Linked DNA regions of Pan troglodytes: regions 1 and 3 are each linked to region 2. Evidence: chromatin contacts called from public Hi-C data. All regions are on one chromosome and are shown on one strand. The core of a region is the stretch at or near the end of the contact, and the rest is flanking DNA. Distances in the headings are between cores, read along the strand shown. Region 1 holds the start of CCDC82 (coiled-coil domain containing 82). Region 2 overlaps MAML2 (mastermind like transcriptional coactivator 2). Region 3 holds the start of MAML2 (mastermind like transcriptional coactivator 2).

Evidence for each region. A called contact is a pair of places that touch in the nucleus more often than the background predicts.
Region 1: a contact with region 2 is called in a Hi-C map of stem cell-derived neural progenitor cells, with 2.4 times the contacts expected there. The contact joins the promoter of CCDC82 here to the enhancer-like site in region 2. A contact is called at or near these places in 1 of 7 Hi-C or Micro-C datasets (stem cell-derived neural progenitor cells) and 1 of 1 datasets of contacts at active chromatin or transcription factors (stem cell-derived excitatory neurons).
Region 3: a Hi-C map of stem cell-derived neural progenitor cells shows a contact between it and region 2, with 5 times the contacts expected there. The contact joins the promoter of MAML2 here to the enhancer-like site in region 2. A contact is called at or near these places in 1 of 7 Hi-C or Micro-C datasets (stem cell-derived neural progenitor cells) and 1 of 1 datasets of contacts at active chromatin or transcription factors (stem cell-derived excitatory neurons).

What each region holds. Positions count from the first base shown.
Region 1 is chr9:98,496,144-98,498,843 of NHGRI_mPanTro3-v2.0_pri, reverse strand. It overlaps CCDC82 (coiled-coil domain containing 82), which reads left to right and starts at 1,449. Exons shown (of 8, transcript NM_001280316.1): 1 at 1,449-1,502. It overlaps JRKL (JRK like), which reads right to left and starts at 1,366. Exons shown (of 2, transcript XM_016921850.3): 1 at 1,274-1,366; 2 at 1-864. The coding sequence starts at 697.
Region 2 is chr9:98,116,646-98,119,345 of NHGRI_mPanTro3-v2.0_pri, reverse strand. The region is part of intron 2 of MAML2 (mastermind like transcriptional coactivator 2); the gene reads left to right. Among named protein-coding and RNA genes, the nearest start is that of MTMR2, 88 kb to the right of the region's middle. Within about 2 kb of position 1,380, at least 14 of the 24 cell types and tissues checked have an H3K27ac peak or open chromatin away from gene starts, as enhancers often do. A contact at or near this core is called in stem cell-derived neural progenitor cells, where this site is marked.
Region 3 is chr9:98,449,477-98,452,176 of NHGRI_mPanTro3-v2.0_pri, reverse strand. It overlaps MAML2 (mastermind like transcriptional coactivator 2), which reads left to right and starts at 1,409. Exons shown (of 5, transcript XM_001147268.8): 1 at 1,409-2,700.

The DNA.
Region 1 (2,700 bases), core at 200-2,699, 380 kb before region 2:
TCTTTGCTTTCCCCACAACACAAAGTTTAAGTTTGTGTAAACCTGTTGCATTGGCACAACACATGATTGTGACTCTTTCTTCAATTGATTTGTGCCCAGGGACAGTGCATTTACCTTTGATTACTGAAATCCTAGAAGGCAAGCACTTCCAAAAGAGTCCAGTTTCATCTGCATTGTAGATTTGTTCAGGCTGTAAATTCTCTCGTTCAATAAAATCTCGAAAGTTATTACAAAAATCTTCCACCGCAGTCTCATCTCCATTTAATCTTTCATTTCTAATGTTAATCTCTCTAATGCTGTGCCGCTGCTTAAAACGAGTTAGCCAACCGGCAGAGGGGTTAAAATCACCATCCATTCCCAAAGCATAAAAGAAGAACTCTGCCCTTTTTGCACAAATTGGTCCAGATATGGGATTCCCTTTTGCTCTTTGCTGGTTGAACCATTCCAGCATTGCCCTGTCCAATTCCTCATACATGGATGGCTTCATAGATTTCCTCTTGGCCAAAAGACTTGTGGAATCAGAACTGCTTGCATAAGTTATAATCTTTTCCTTATTTTTTCTTATATCCCGAACTGTTGTTTCACCAATTCCATAAATCACTGCCAGTTGTTTGGAAGAACCTCCGTCTTCAAGTTTCTTTATTATATCAAGCTTATCTTTAATAGTCAACACCACACGCTTCCGTTTCCCCGACATAGCGAGGTTCTGGGACTCACCCCACACTCACAATGTAGCAATCCACAAAATCCTTCCTTCTCTTACACAGGCTCACTTTAACAGTCTTAACACACTCAGTCTTTCATCCTTACCAGCAACCTGGTGGCCCTGATCCCCTCCCGGGCTGGGGTTGGCTGGCAAATAGACTGCAGAAGAAGGTGAAAGAGGAGGAAGTTTGAGAGAACAGGCCTTTCTTTAACTTATACGGGCAGTAGCGGAGGCCCCATGTCACCGCGGATAATCCGGATTAAAAGCATGTGTTTTATTACCCCAGCAGCCGTGAGAAAGACTATACCCCCATTGTGTCCACGAACCTCCTGCACGTCCAGATCCCGGGTAACCGCGCGTCACTAACCCCTGCCACACCCCAAAGTTACGGCAGAGAGCCGAAGAGCCTAGGAGTCAAGGACTGGCACCCTTCCTCAGGGGAACGGATATATTAGATTCCTTCCCCAGCAGCAGGGCCCTCCCGCCGCGCAGCCCCAGTTTCCCGCGCCAGCTTTAGCCGGGACAGTCCTCCCCGTCCCTCAAAACCCGCCAGGCCCCTCTCCCCACCTCTCTTGCAACCAGGACCCGCACAGCTCCCTGACTATCGCGCGGCAGTCGCTCCGCCCCTAGCCACGCTCCCGGAAGATGATCCCTCCCGCCGCCTGGCCCCACCCCTCGCCCCACCCAGAGGCGGGACTTCCCTTGGTCCCCGGAAGGGGGGAGGAGCATCGCTTGTCATGAGCTGGTTGCCGGGGCGGGGGCGGAGGCGGAGGCAGAGGCGGAGGCGCTTTGAAAGGTGAGAGCGCGAGGGTGGTGCGGGGCTGTCTCCCGGCTGGGACTCGCTCGCGCTCCCGGTGCTAATGGTTTATGGGAGGGGCGGGGGAAGCCGTGCCTCCTCGCGGACTCAGAGAAAAATTCCCGCGGGCGCTCTTTGGGTGGGCCGGAGAATGCGCCTCTAGCCCTCCTCCTCAGTTGAGCTGCAGTGGGCGCGGTGCCCGTTATTTCCGCCTTGGGGAGGTGCTTGGAACTGATGTAGGGAGCTCGGTTGGTGATTTCTCGGGTTTCTGGCCTTTCCAGACCCTTGTAATTGTTTTCTCGGTGCAGAGCTCTTTTGGGGTCTGGGGGTTTCTGTCGTCCTGCGCGCGTCATCGCGAAGCTTGGCCTGAGGGTCCGGTTTCCTAGCTACTGTGCCCCTCCCTCCTGGAGGCAGAGTGACGGACTAGTGGGCTAGCGGGCGCTGGGTTCCTGCGTCCCGCCAAAGAGGTTTGTAATCATGAAAGTCACCCTTCCGGGTGTTAATTCCTGAGAGGATCTATTCCTCTGTCTACCACTCATTCCTGCTGCATTAACCTTCATTGTTAACGGATTTTAATGAATAATATAGTTATCCCGGATACCATGCTGGCAGGATCCACTTTGCGAAATTGTGGACTGTTGGACTGTGATTCTAAGTGGGGGAAATAGGCTTTCCTCTCTTTATGTTTATTTTCTTATATCCTATTTCTGTCATGTTCTGTCTTGTTTTCCTGCCAATAGAAGAACTACGATAAATTTATTCATAGCAATGTGATAAGAACTTGATCTTAATCATACACTGTAGCCCTCAAATCGTGTATTATGCTGGCTTGTTTTTGGTGTCCCTAGTAATTTCATCAGATTGTGAGCTCCTTGGAAGCAGAGACCATGTTTATTTGAAATGGTGGCAGCACAGTTCCTAGCAGGTCCTTGCATTTTGGTAGATATTCAATAATTGTTTTTCGGCTTATTAATCTTTGCTCTCCAAACTGCCATATAAAAGAAAACATCGAAGAGGAGTGATGTTTTACACCCAAGAATGGATCCCTCCCGGTAGAATTTCAAATAATGACCTGGGGTTCCACTGCCTTTCAAATCTGTAAAGTGTTATCTACCACCTGCATTGTTTATACAGCAAGTAGGTGATTTCTAGAATGAATCTTTTCTTGAGTATGAATTAACCTGAAAGTTTAGAAGGA
Region 2 (2,700 bases), core at 131-2,630:
GCGTGTGCTCCTCTGCCAGTGTGCTCCTCTCGACGTCTGGCTGCCTTTGTGTCTACTGCTAGGGTCTGGGGTTTTTATAGGCCCAGGATGGGGTTGTGGCAGGCCCAGGTGGTCTTGGGAAATGCAACATTTGGGCAGGAAGTGCCTGTCCTCACCTAGGTCCGTGGGAGTGGAGCCCTTGCCAGGGACCTGCCTTTCTCTACCCAGTACTTTGCTTCCCCCATTCCATGTCATTTAAAGGGACCACACTCTTCCCTTCCTAGCAGTCCTGTATCACTTTGTGGTTGGATTTTATACTTTAGCTTTTATATTGTAGATGGACTAGTTATAATCTACTACATGAGCTACTGGAGACCTCACATTACTTAATTCTGATTACTTTGAAGAGAGAAGTGAATAGATACAAAGAATCCTTAGGGTTATCTCATTTTGTTGTTCTTAAATGTGATATTTGTTATTGGAAAAACAATATGTTTGTTGATACATAACCTACTTCCCTTGATCATTTTAAAAATTTCAATTAACCCTTGCCCCTCACCTCTCAGAAATCTGTATCTCATAACTCTCTCTTTTCACCTGAGCTCCTAGCAGTTTACAGGCAACATGGTCATCAGTGAAATGTACATGTTGAAAGAGAGAAAATAAAAACCCTCCAAGTTAGTCTGTTAAGGTGAATACATATGCTATTGCATGACCAACTAAGATAGATAATGCCCAGACAGGTCATAAAAAACACACAGGAAAAGGGAACATTGAATAAAATGACGGCAGCATTAGTTGACTTTATAATTCTGTTGCCTTGTGAAACAGAATTATTTGAAAGAGGTTTCTGAAAATGTTTTTGTTGCTTGTCAAAGCACGGTGCTTTGACAACACAGAAGCTATTTTTATGTAGAAACAGTAGTGAAGGTATCTTCTGTTCACTGCACAACTAAATTATATCAACTTATCATTGTGTTGCTTAAGGAAACAAACAGATTTCAAAGGTTTATTCTAGAAAACAGTGTTTAATCAATTTCTTATACTGTCTTTGAACATAATCTAGTAAGCAGATGTGGAGTTAACGGCTTATTATGTTCATACTCCCTATATCCATTCAGAGTCTGCCAGGCTCAGAATAAAAGTCAAGACATGTGCACATAGAGACTCTGTAGATGTTTGTAGCATTTGAAATTAAACTAGTGAGAAGGCTGCCTGGGCGTCCCTTCAGACATGGCACAGTGGAGCACAGAGACAGGAAATATGCCAGACTGCCTCTGTAGGAGGCTGCTGTGAACACGTGCAGCAAGGAACAGGGAACCGCTTAATGATTAATCACTGTCAACCTTTGTTCTCGTTAAAGACTTGATTGTTGGACAAGGCTTGTAATGAGGGACTGTTTTGGTGTCTGTTGCTATGAGATTGTGTTCACTGATCCTCAGTTGATGTAAGCCGCTGTTCTCTTTTTGCCCAAGTCGAATGAACTTGAATGAAAATGCTCTCACAGTGCCTGCTAGTGGTGCTTTCAGAGGAGGTTCTGGGCATTCTGTTTACCAAATGCTACTGCAGCTCAAAAACGGAGAACAGATAACTAAGAGTTTGGCTCAGCTGAATTTTGGCATATGAGATTTATGAAATTTTAGCAAATTTTTTAAAAGTTTGATTCTAAAAGAAGTAAATAAAAGTAGATTTTATGGTAGTAATGGAATAAAAACCCTTCAACACACCCACACACCTTTTCTTTTAAACAAGCACAGATATTCAAGAATCAAAATTTTAAATTGTTACCATTTCTCTTGACTTCTATAAATAAAATATTAAATTGTGTTTTGCAAACCAAATTCTTAAACCACCAACTCATGTGAGAGGTGGGAATATGTCTTGGCATTTTCCTAAAGGCTAAGAAAAAAAATTCCATTTATTCTGTCATTGATTACAGCTTGCAGACTTTTATGTAACCATTTTTTTGTTTGCTTGTTTTTAGATTCAAGGGGTACATGTGCAGATTTGCTCCATGGTTATACTGCATGATGATGAGGTTTGGGCTTCTATTGATCCCGTCACCCAAATAGTGAACATAGTACCCAATGGGTACTTTTTCTGCCCTAGCCTCTCTCCCACCCTCCCCCTTTTGGAGTCCCCAGTGTCTGTTGTTCCCATCTTTATGTCCATGTGTACTCAATGTTTAGCTCTCACTTATAAGTGAGAACATATGGTATTTGGTTTTTCTTTCTGTGTTCATTCACTTACAATAATGGCCTCCAGCTGCATCCATGTTGCTACAAAAGGATGTGATTTAATTCTTTTTTATGGCTATGTAGTATTTCATGGTGTATATGTACCATATTTTCTTACTAATTCAACATTGGTAGATACCTTGGTTGGTTCCATGTCTTTGCTTTTGTAAACAGTGTTGCAATGAACATATAAGTGCAGGTGGCTTTTTGGTAGAATGACTTATTTTCCTTTAAGGTAGATACTCAGTTATAGAATTGCTGGGTCAAATGGTAGTTCTATTTTTAGTTCCTTGAGAAATCTCCAAACTGCTTTCCACAGTGGCTGAACTACAATTCCCACCAGCAGTGCATAAGCATTCCCTTTTCTCTGCAACCTCATCAACATGTATTATATTTTGACTTTTTAATAAGAGCCATTCTGACTGATGAGAAATAGTAAGCATAACCATTTTTGAATCTTTATTTTACTGCAATAAAATATCAA
Region 3 (2,700 bases), core at 160-2,659, 330 kb before region 2:
ACGACCATATTCATGAAATGCCAGAGTTTGTTTAGATTACTGAAGGTATATTATTTGAGACCTCAAATCCAAATGACTTCCAAATTAGGATACCCAGAATATTTTTGGTTCTGACTGTTGCAGTATTATGCTCACCTTAATTTAATCTTCATAATTGAAAATAACAAGCAGAATCCACAATAAGTTTTTTTTTTTTGGAGACAGAGACTCACCCTGTTGCCCAGGTTGGAGCGCAGTGGCGTGATCTTAGCTCACTGCAACCTCTGCCTCCTGGGTTCCAGCAATTCTCCTGTCTCAGCCTCCCGAGTAGCTGGGATTACAGGCGTATGACACCATGCTCAGCTAATTTTTGTAGTTTTAGTAGAGACGGGGTTTCACCATATTGGCCAGGCTGGTCTTGAACTCTTGAACTCAGGTAATACGCCTGCCTTGGCCTCCCAAAGTGCTGGGATTACAGGCGTGAGCCACTGTGCCTGGCCAATATTGGATATTTTAAAGGTGGGATCACTTGAAAATGGGGGGACAATGATCTGTGTGAGATCTATTTGGTTTCTATTATTAAACTTCTTGAAACTCAGAGTCAGGTGCAGTAGTGGTGAGTACCTGTAGTTCCAGCTACTCAGGAGGCTCAAGTGGGAGGATCACTTGAGCCCAGGAGTTCAACTCCAGCCTGGGCAACATAACAAGACTCCATTAAAAGAAAAAAAAAAAAAACTTTTTGAAACTCAGCTGCTACACATTGACTTTCCTCATTGTGTATGTGCACCAGGTAGCTAAGGATACTTCAGGTCTTATATTTGGTTTTTCATAGGCAATCATGCATTCCCAAAAAAAAGCGTTTGTTTCTAGAACTGGTATCGATAATTGTATCATTCTCATAAAATATTTTATTTATCCCAACTGATTTGCCTGTGATCACCCAGACTCACTTATCCAGAGACACACAAATGGGCAGGCAGGTAGACAAACGCTACACCTGCCTGCCCTTTAGGAGCTAACAATGTGATTACCTCTCCTCTCCACGCGCAACCCCTTCCGCCCTCAACACACACATTCATTATCTTCCTTATTCTATTAATGAACATTTCCTCGGTGCTCACACAGCTCGTGCTAGGTTGCTCAGTGGTGTCATTTACAATATACTGAAAAATGAAAATGATATCCTCAGCGGGGCGTAATGTAGGGCTGAAAGGGAAAACACATTCCTGGCCCGGAATTTCTTAAACATTTAGAGCTGGTGAAATGGTTGTGTAGAGGTTGGGGAATTTCCCCAGCCTTCCCCGCTTAACCGAGTCTGATGCTGAGCTGAGCCAGGGCAGCTGAGATGCGCAGGGCTTGGGATTTACCTCTTCAGCCACTGGGAGGCCCTCTGCGTTCCCCTTTCCCCGGTGCCTGGCTGCGATTACTCACTCGCGCAGTGGCACCAGCCTTCCACCAGGGAGCCTCGAACGAGCTCTCCCGCCCTCTCCCCGCCCCCCCCCACCCCCATCTGCAGCTTGCTGGCTCTCTCTTTCTCCCTCTCTGTCTCACTCTCTCTCTTTCTCTCCCTCTCCTATCGGAGCACAATGAAAGCCTGTGTATCGCCGTGACTCCGGGCGGGAGCCAGTGTCAGCAAAGCGGCTAACAACAGACGAGAAAGAGAAAGGAAAATACAAGCTACTTTTTTTTTTTCCATCTATAAAGCGGAGCAAATACAGGAGATAGAACCAGATTGCTTATTGCGAGTCCAGACCCTCAGATCCACTGGCCGGGGATGGAATGTACAAAAGTGGACAGAAAAGTGGCTGGACATGACTCGGTGCAATTTGCTGGAAGTTTGTAAGTTTGACCATCGTTTGTAAATTACTCTCGGAAGAGTTTGTCTCTCTTGATACTGTATTAGAATAGAGCCGGGGGTGAGGAATAGAAACGTAAGCGGGAAAGAAAAAAATGTGTTGAAGGATCTCTCTCAGTGGCTAGCGACTTAAGATTGCTTTTCATTTAAGGCTAGGAAACCTTAGAGGGAGTGAGGATTTTACCGGTGATTGGATTAGCTGAAGAAAAAAGCATGGTCCAAAAGTCCAATTACTGACATTGTTAACAGTTGAAAAGCTGTCTCCCTCTTTTGGGAGAAGACAACATCCTACAGTACCCCAAAGAGGAGAAAACACCGGAGCGAAAGGAAAGGGAGGAAAAATTAAAAGCCAAAAGACAGTCTCCCTTGATTTTTGCACATTTTGAACAGTGACTTAAACATCTTCTGAAACAGCACTGTTTTGTTTTGTTTTGGTTTTTTATTTAACCTGAGGAAAAGTCAAGGCTGCTGGTTACATAGACATGGTAGAAATGTGTTTCTCTGCAGAAACATCCCCATAAAGAATTGTCGGAAACAACTAGGTGAGGGGGAGTCCTCTCTATTAATACCTCTCTCAATACCTTTTGCTGTGTGTTTCTGTCTCTTGCTGGACAATCCCTGAATTCTTGATCTAACCCCCAGATCGTGTGTTTACAAAGTACCTAGTGGCTCTTGTCAGCTTGGTGGAGGAAAAAAAATCCACCAACTCTGTCCAACTTCTCCAGAGCTGTCAAATGCAATTAGAGTAAGTTAATCAGGGTTTGTTTCCAACTTATCCTCCCCCCAGCTGGTTTCTATTCTTTCTCCCCACCCTCTTTTTACTAACTCCCCTCCCCCACACCTTCTCCACGGCTCCCCCACAACCT